2 separate regions of the Gossypium hirsutum genome follow, and region 1 is linked to region 2. The links are chromatin contacts, called in public Hi-C maps. All regions are on one chromosome and are shown on one strand. Each heading gives the region's core, a stretch centred on a gene start, on an enhancer-like site or on the middle of the called end of the contact. The rest is flanking DNA. Distances are from core to core; before and after follow the strand shown.

Region 1 (4,623 bases), core at 452-2,951, 130 kb before region 2:
TTTCAAAATAGATGTGATTTACTGCCACCAGACACCCATTGGCAGGCTATTCATACCCAATTTCCACCCATAAGTCTCTTAGTTATCTTTCACTCTTACTTATTCCAACCTTAGGTATGGTGCGCAAATTTGTCTTGAATCCAACACAATGACACATTTCTCATGCAAAACAACTACAAAACAAGCCATGCACTGTAATGTCTACGGAGCACAAAGCACATTTGACGTGACATAAATAAGATAAATTCAAACATGCATAACAAAATTAAATTTCAGGGAAATTTAGTCTAGTAGATACTTTCTTTCAACAACCCAAATCTTGCAAGTTTGCGCCCAGTGCACCTTTTTGCATCACACTGTCCAAAATCCTGAGTCAACAAGAAGAAAACAATGAGGGTAATCCATGCAAGCAATTATTAAAGAAAAAGAAAATCAAAAGGCCAACTGTCAAACACCATTTTAAGAACGATTTGATCACGGATTCAAAATAATAAGCAAAGCTAAAGAAGACAATGACTTGGCATTGCTGGCAATTACCATTGTGATAGCAATATGCTTGAAGTCATCAATCCATAGAAGCCACTTTTTAAGGAAAAGGCATTTTTCAAAAAAAAAAAAAGATATTAAAGAATAAGATGTTCTTTGATAAACTGAAAATTTTAAGTGTGTTTAATAAACTGAAAAGTTAAGTGTTTAAATTTAAGTATCAAAATTGTTTTATAAAAATTGTTTAGTATATTACTGAAAATTAAGTACTCAATATAATTACACTATTTGTAGCTGTAAATATTTAATAATGAGAAACTATTCATTTCACGATTTAAACCTTATTAACCTAATTTATTATTATTATTTTGGATAGTTCTAAATAAAAAATTAAAAAGGAGTAATTTAAATATATCTTCTTTAGTGGAAAAAAAACAGTTCAAATATAAAACTGCAACATGTTCTGCATTTAAATTGATTAGTCCCGTTCAAAACTTGTTTCTGAAAATTTCCTGTTAATAGATAATATGAGTTATCAAACACATTCTGATCAAACAAAAGTTCCCTATCACAAATTCTACGAACACATAAAAACTTCCATTAAAGCTAGCCAAAAAAAATTAATTTCAATAACATTTAACCAAAAAAAGAAGTAGGAGAAAAATACAAACCCACATAGCAAGTTGAACTTTAGGAACATTGGGTTCCTCTTCGGGAGCTGCATGGAGAAGGAAAATAGAAAAAAAGCAATTAACAGTGGCAAAACATCAAACACATGATATATCCAAACAAAACAATTGAAGTAATGAAGATATGGTTATGGAATTAGTACGTTGATCATGTGGGAGAGATTCATCTTCCCTGGAAAAGTACAGCAATAAAGGAAAAATAAAAGCTTAGAAGATTGATTTTGAAATTAGATTGGTTTAAAAGTGAAATTGAAAAAGAAAAACAAAACAGAACCTTTGGAATTGATGGTTTCTGCTAGACTGTCCCCGATGAGAGTTATGGGTTTTGAAACGCCGGGGCTTGTTGTGACCCATTCCCTTTCTATTTCGTATTTTAGCTCTGAAATAACTGGACTTCGACGAGAAAGAGTGGTGATCACGGGGGCTTTGCTTTTGTGTTCTGCTTAGGCGGGTCGGTGGGGGCGGCGGCTCCTACTAGTTCCTAAACCGATTCGGCCCAAAAAGAAAAAAGCAGAAGTAGATACCTAGCTAATGGTGTGATATCTAAAAATTTGAGGTGATTATGGACCGAGTTAAGTTTAAATGGGGCTTATGGAAGGTATTTAAATTAATTTTTTAAGTTTGAGTTCGGTTTGATTTAAAAAATAAGTTTTTTTTTTATTTTTGTTCAAGTTTGAGTCAATTTAAAAAATGTAAATTTGAGCTCGATTTGATCCGTTTATATTTAATTTGCAACATAAATAGCTTTTTAAATATATATATTTTTTAAAAATAAATAACTTTTTTTATCAAAGATTTTATAAAATGAACTTTTTAGAGACCTCCAATGACCAATCCTAGCATGAATTGCTAAGGATCCAATAAGTTCAATATTGGTCCCTTCAAACATGTCAATTGGGCAAATGCGTCCATAGCGATTAGGATGGATATCTCGTATCCAAAAATTAGTAGTTCGTCCGATCAATCCTTCGGGTCCAAATAACTCAATTTTCTCCCATGCAGTATTTGTGTCAATGGATTTGTTCGATGGTACTAAAAAATGCTAAAATAAAATTTTTCTAACACATTAAAAAGTATTTATATTTTACTGTATTAAATATAATTTTTAAAATTTTATATTTTGGGATAGACTATTTAGCTGGATAAGTTTTTTTTTTAAGTTTTGGGTAATGGGTTTAATTGTTATTGGGTCAGTGATTTAATATAAATATATATAATTTTTATTTAACATATATAATTAATATAATATTTTTATAACATAATATTTTTGGATTGGGCATGGCTCGGACCAAAAAAATCCTTACCCAAGGCTCGATCCATATAAAAAATGAGACTTAAAATTCATTCAAACCTACATTCTAGTAACAATTTAACTTTTGGTCGGGGTACATTACTCCAATGTAAATAATATTTGTCAATGTGGATAAATGTTGAAACTCCATATTTTGATGATACTTGTTCTCAGGATAGGGTTTGAACTTTTTCATTTAAATTAGTCCTTAAATTTAGTAATTATTTTTACATTAAGACTTGAATTTTTTTTTATCCAAGTTAATCTCTAAACTTTACTTGTTAAACTCTTAGTTGGACATTTTGAAAAGTGTAGCTCTTTACGAGAACAATGATGATCTATAAACATTTACCCTATATATTTTTAAGTAAATTGTACCTAAATGAAATTTTAATTAACAAAAAAGAGTGTCATGTTACAAACGGAGCATTCTATAGAATAAAAATAAAAAAAGAACTTATACAATATACAGCTGGCTAATAATAAGATTATTCATGCTAATTCTTACCCCAGTTAGTCTCAATCTTATAACCTTTTTAATTTCCTCAAGCAGAGCATTCTTAGATCTCTGCTCACTTCCAAACTGTCGTTGGTTCCTCTCCCTCCATATTGAATTAATGTATGTTGACCATGCCAATCTCAATAATATGGCTAAGAAATAAGAATGCTTTTCCTTTAAGTTCGGTGCTAGTCCATTGCAGCCCCTGATCCCAATTCATAACTTGGCTATGAAGTGAACACACCTGCAAAATCATCGGTCATATTGTTCTTGAATAAGCACACAAAAAAGAAAATATGATGATTCTTTGTCTCCTTTTTCACAAAACATAGTTGACACCTATCATCAACTGTCCAGCCCCATGCAAGTAGCCCATCCTTTGTTGGCAACTTATTTAGAATTGTCATCCAAGCCACCATTGAATGTTTAAGGATGTAAAGTGGAAACCAGATTAACTTCCTCCACAAAACCTTCCTAGCTTTTGGCCTTAATTCATTTCAGTTTACCAACTAAATAATGCCTTTCTATGTTTCCATTCCCTATACCAAGTGCCTTAGTTTCATTAATTTCTTCCAGCTCCAACTACTATTTTGCGTGCAAGATATTTGCATCAAACTCCTCCCTTTCAAGACATATGCCCTTATCCAAGCAGTTCCACAAAGACCTCGCTTGCATTTGAACAGCCCCAAATGTGTTGAATAATGCAGGCTTGATTCCAACTTAGAAGGGCCTTAAGTCCAAGACCTCCCTCTCATTTCGGTTTACAAACCATATAGCAACTCAGTAGTTGATTCTAGACTTGATCATGGCCCGGACCATTTATTCGAAAAGTGAGAGAGTTTGAACAAAAATACAAGTTCAAAAAATAAGCTTGAACGAAAAATAAGGTTTATTTTTAAATAAGTTAGGCCTCGAGTAGGATGTTTTTGGTCTAAGCCTGAGCCCGGCCCAACTTGAATAAGCCTAAACTTTTTTTTTCCTGTTGTTCTGCTACCATTTCACTAATATATTGATAATATTTTATTGTTTTGCTACTATTTTAAAGGTATTTACTTGCTAAGTTGCAATTATCTTAGTGTTATTTTAGCATAAATTTTTTAATTGTATTTGATATATTATATTTTTTTAATATATTTTTATATAAAAAAATAAACTAAAAAAATTATTACGAGTGGGTTGGACTCGGATTTAGCATTTTTAATTTAAGTCAAGCTTAGACAGAATGTTAAACTCATGTTTTGGGCAGAACCCAAATCTAGAAAGCAAACTTAAAATTTGCTTCAAACCTAACCCGACCTGGCCCGGCCCATAATATGCATATTAACTCCATTCCTCTCCCATAAGAATTTCTAACACAATTGATTGGTCTTCTTAATTATTGCTATGAGAAGGATAGAGTGCCTAACCCTAAAGTTCTGTACATTAAAATGTATAGCTTGAATAAGTTGCACTGTACTTGCGTAGGAAAGAAATTTTATCTAAAAGGGGAGCACAAGCTTTCTCCGTAAATTACCTGGTAAGAAGAAGGACTCCAAGATATCTCACAGGTAGCTGACCCAAGCTAAATCCGCTCCTCTCTTTAACTTCCTGCAATTGTGAATCAACCATTCCAGCCGACCAACACTTCACTCTTTGAAGAATTTAACTGCAATCCTGAA
Region 2 (4,983 bases), core at 328-2,827:
CAATGACCCTGTCTGAACGTGAAGGTGGAGTGTGAATGTAACCTTGGCGAGCTTTAATGGCGTGACTCTGAGCTAATCGAGGGTCAGTGTTATTCCATAGAGGAGGAGGTGGAGGAGTTGTGGGAGGAGATCTCCTTGGATGATTTGGATAGTAAACGAAAACGCCGAGACCAGGAGGAGTATTGGGTGCTGATCGACCAACAATATTGGATGTTATCCAATAATTCCTTGTGGGATCTTGGTCGGCTTTTACTAGGACCGAATATGTCTCCCCTGAGTAAAGGAACAAGTTTTGTACAACAAATGGCTCAACGTAATGCCCATCAGCTTCAACCACTGTCATATTGTGACCCTGAAACAAAAACAAATTAGCTTCCAGATTTAAAAACAGGCACAATTTGAACCCATTTTACAATCTTAAGAAATACCTCAATTTGGAAGCTGAGGGCTGATAGAGCAGTTAAACTAGAGATTCTCAATCGATAAGTTTTTCCAGGGACTGCGATTAATCTGAAAGGCTCACAATCTGGATTTGTAGCATTGCAAATACCAGCGTCTAAACTTGGAGTAGTTAAAGTAGAGCAGTTGAACTTTCCTCTTCCATGGATCAAGAGTGACTGAGGCTCTCCAACCCATTGGAAGGGAATAGCAGACAAGCCAGCAGCTTGTTCATAAGTGCTTTTATGGTACCAATCATTGAGTATAATATTCCGATCATAATCATAGGTAAAAGGTTCGGATTTTCCATCAGGAAGTCCAACAATGATTGATCCATATAACCCAGCTTCTCTTTGCATCCCATAATGTGCATGATACAAGTATGTTCCAGCCTAAATCCAATACAAATATTTTTGGAATTTCAGTGTATAAATCTCAAATTAGAAGGAAAAAAAAAGCCTTGAAACTGGAAACACAAACTTACTCTGTCGACAACAAACTGATACTTGAAAGTGGTTCCTGGCAAAATCGGACATTGAGTCACTCCTTCAGTTCCATCAAACCAGGGTGTTCCGATCTGTCGAATTCCATGCCAGTGAATTGCAACATTCTCAGTTAACAAACCGTTGGTGAGCTCAACAATGATAGTATCATTTTGCTGTGCGGTGATTGTAGGACCTGGTGTTCCGCCATTGATGGTTATTACCAGTTGCTTTAAACAATCAGGGGACTTGTAGTCGTACTTCACTTCCCATTTATACCGACGAATCCGAGCTTCAACGGCCGAACCATTTAACAAAGCTGTAATCCCTAATAACCATAGAAATAAGATTACTCTGCTTTTGCATTTTGGTATCAAAACCATATTGCTAAAGATCATGCTTTCAGCTTTCCACTCAGTCAACAAAAAAAATTGAGTCGTTAAACCCTTGGCGAGCAAAGTATATATAGTATGTCTGGGATGGATTGGATTTATTGCACATAATTAATTATTTTATTAAAAAATTTATTCATTGCATAGTGCATATTAGATTATTCTATTTGTAAAAATGTAAAAAGGATAAAACTTTTAAAAGAAAGAAATGATTTACACAGGAATTAATTTACTTAAAAATGATAAAATACTATCCGACGGTTTCAATAATAATTTTACTACCATCTATGCCTTTCATAAGTGGTCAAATAGCATGGACGACCAACACGTCTTTTTCTTCCCTTTCTAAGATTTTTAAAAAATTAAAAAATAAACTATTTATTTATATTTAGTAAATTAGAAAAGTATGATTATGGCAAATGAATTTTTGGCGATTGAAATTTTGAGATATTTAAGTTTCATCAAGCATGAATACATGAATTCTTTTCTTTAGTTAATTTGAGTTGAATTTATTTAAATTTAATTAATTACTTATAAATTATTTTTAATAAACATAAGTTTATGTATTTTTCTCAATTTTAAAATTTAGTTATTGTACTACTTTTTAGATTTCAAAGTTTAGTTTCATTATTAAAATTTTTAAAATCTATTTTGTTAAATTTAGATTCATTACAACGTTATTATTTAAGTTACATAATTATTTAAAAATTTAACAAAAAAAATTTAAGTGTTAATAATTAAACCTAAATTTTAAATTTAATAAAAATGAAGGCAAAATATATGCTCGTAGATGTAGATAAAGAAATTATGAAAGTCCACTTTTGGCAGCGGAATAAATCAGTCAGACAAGTTGAACAGAAGCATATGGTCCTCAAACGAAGAAGCCGAGTAATAACGTGGATTTTCTTCCAAGTTGGCCACTTGAACGGATAGACTTGCTTTCTTATGCTAGAACCTGACAATCTCTATCACTAGAACAAGGGACTGAGTCCTACAATGCTGTCTTCCTTGCTGGCTGGATTCTTTTTTGGGCTGTAATTGTCGCTCTCGATCCTACAGCTTCTTGAGAGTAAGATCTAATTCCCCCTTTCATTGGGGGACAATGTAACTATGTTTTCCTAGGATTACTGAGGAAAGGTTTGGGGGGATGGTGCACCTTAACGAACCATGTCTCTTTGTTGACAAGTGCACATGTTAGCATGCCAAAAGAATCCATAGATTATGTTAAAAAAGGTAATTTAAAAAATTAATCATAAATTTCGTCAAGACTATTTAAATAAAAGTATAATTATTACTATTCTATAATTATAATAGGATTTGTTTAGACAATACAGAGTAATTAAATGAAAGTGTAATTACAATCTTGTAATTACAAAAAATTGTAATTCCTTAAATATGTTTGGCTAATAGAGTAATTATATTGTAATTTCATGTGCATGTTTGATAGTACAAACTGTAATTACACAGTTATATAATTTATATTTCTTAAAAAAATATTAAAAACTATAAAAATATTAGTATAATAATTTCTATAAAAAATAAAAAATAAAATCAAATCATCATATGTATTATATTAATAATAAGAATAATAAAAATAAATAAATATTATATGCAATTTTATCTAATTAATCTAGTGCATATATATATTGGGTTATTCTTTTTTTAATATCTAACATACTCTCCTTATCATCATCTGTTAGTCCTTAATCGAGTTCATCATCATTTGAATTTGAATCTGCATCATTAAGATAATCTATATCTCATTCTTCCATATGCTATTCGAAATTTGGATGATATCAATTATGATTGAAGTTATGAAATATGCAACATGTGTTAGGAAATGTGCTCTGTAATCTCCTCGATCCGGCCTAGACATTAAACCCATATTCGGAAAACTACACCAACCATTGAGATGGCCTAACAGGGTTATCAAAGTTTTTGAAAAGAGTTGATTTACAACATTTATTTAGTTTTTTAGAAAACTTAGTTTAGATATCGATTTATTATTTCTTAACGTATAAATTATCTTCTAGCAGTGGAAAAGATGGTCTTTACTTAAGTTTTTAATAAAAATCGGGGTTCATATATCATCAATTAATAGTAAAAATTTAATGTTCTAATTAAATTCATAATTAAATGTCATGCGATAATAAAAACATCCTAAGTCCTAAATCTCATGCCACGGTTCAAATAAAACATTATAAACCTCAAATAATAAAATAAATCAAAAGAATATGTCTTAATAAATTGAAAATACGTTGGATTGTGCCGAGACCCTCCAGATGCCGTGGCTGCGTCCTAACCTAGTGGGTTATGATCTGTAAGGATGAAATTAAAAGGGGAGTGAGCTTTGAGGCTCAGTGTGAATCCATTTACAAAACCAATGCGACACTCATTAGGACACATTTATTAACATTGCATAGAATAATCAAGATAGCAATTCAGTTCATAATATATGTTTTTCAAATGCAACCATCACTGATATATCAGAAATCACAATAACAGTTTTCAGGATAATCAAATCATCAGAATTGCCACAATAATCATATTCCATGCATGAATAGACATATGTACATAGTTTCACGCATATGTATCATAACATAATTTTGAGATTTGTATGCACATGATTTAAATAATGCCATACAGTTTCAGGTTTTAAAAGAATAATTCCTACCCCACTGTTACACACCACAGTAGGAATTCTGCCCAGAACTCCTTTACTTTTATGCCACGTTGTGGATAAACCATTACTGGTTCACAAATAACAATGTCATATTGGTTGTGGACACATAACAAGTCATCGCGGTTGGAATTTGTTTTTGGTTGTGGGTTCACAATAAAAGTCCTACAGAAAAAACCTACTTTTTGGCTGTAGATTCTACAACATAAACTTGTCGTTGGAATCGACCTTTGGCTGTGGATTCACAACAGTATCTACAGATGGAATCTGCCATTTGACTGTGAATACACAAAAATTTGCAAATAAGAACAGTCGCATGGTTATGCTCTGCACTTGTCATTGTTCTTACAAATATATTGATTGATCTTCCTCCATTCATATCAACCCAACCCATGCAATGCATTAAGGCATATTAAATAATCTAACTCATGGTCAATTAGTAGCAATTCAAGCTTTTCATGTATTCAATAGGAATAATAATAGAGACATGTCATTCATATGATCGCAAGTGTATATATATACAAAAGTAATATATACTATTCATAATTCATCCAATTATTCATAAATATAAATAAATATCACATTAAATCGATCAATCATGAATTCTAGCATATCTCATCTTATTAGGGACCTATTTGTATAATTTAATTCACTAAAAATAGTTTGAAACCTATTTAGGGACTAGTCTGCTCAAAACATAAAATTCTAGGACAAAACTATAATTTTTAAGTTACAGAGGACACACAACCATGTGACTAGACCGTGTGGAAAGCCTTGGGCTGTGTGGAAGGGGTACACAGTCGTGTGGCAATTCAAAAATTCAACCTACAAGGGAAATACAACCGTGTGGCAGGCTGTGTAAAAGTTGAACATCCTACGGTTTTAAGGGTGACATGACAATGTATGAGGCCGTATAGTCTACATGCCTGTGTGGTAGACCGTGCGGTCTGAGCTAGGTTCGATTTTGCCTCGATTTTTTCATAAAAGAACA

The links. Hi-C and Micro-C count contacts between places; a contact is called where the count stands out from the background.
Region 1: a Hi-C map of leaf shows a contact between it and region 2, with 2.6 times the contacts expected there. The contact joins the promoter of LOC107950387 here to the promoter of LOC107950390 in region 2. A contact is called at or near these places in 11 of 34 Hi-C or Micro-C datasets (anther, callus, hypocotyl and 2 more).

Annotation. Positions count from the first base shown.
Region 1 is chrD03:6,273,720-6,278,342 of Gossypium_hirsutum_v2.1, reverse strand. LOC107950387 (18S rRNA aminocarboxypropyltransferase) reads right to left here and starts at 1,701. Exons shown (of 9, transcript XM_016885236.2): 1 at 1,450-1,701; 2 at 1,319-1,347; 3 at 1,158-1,204; 4 at 303-368. The coding sequence starts at 1,529. LOC107950388 (a long non-coding RNA gene) reads right to left here. Exons shown (of 3, transcript XR_005911113.1): 2 at 4,479-4,623; 3 at 2,827-3,209.
Region 2 is chrD03:6,140,308-6,145,290 of Gossypium_hirsutum_v2.1, reverse strand. It overlaps LOC107950390 (L-ascorbate oxidase), which reads right to left and starts at 1,577. Exons shown (of 3, transcript XM_016885238.2): 1 at 923-1,577; 2 at 429-830; 3 at 1-352. The coding sequence starts at 1,318.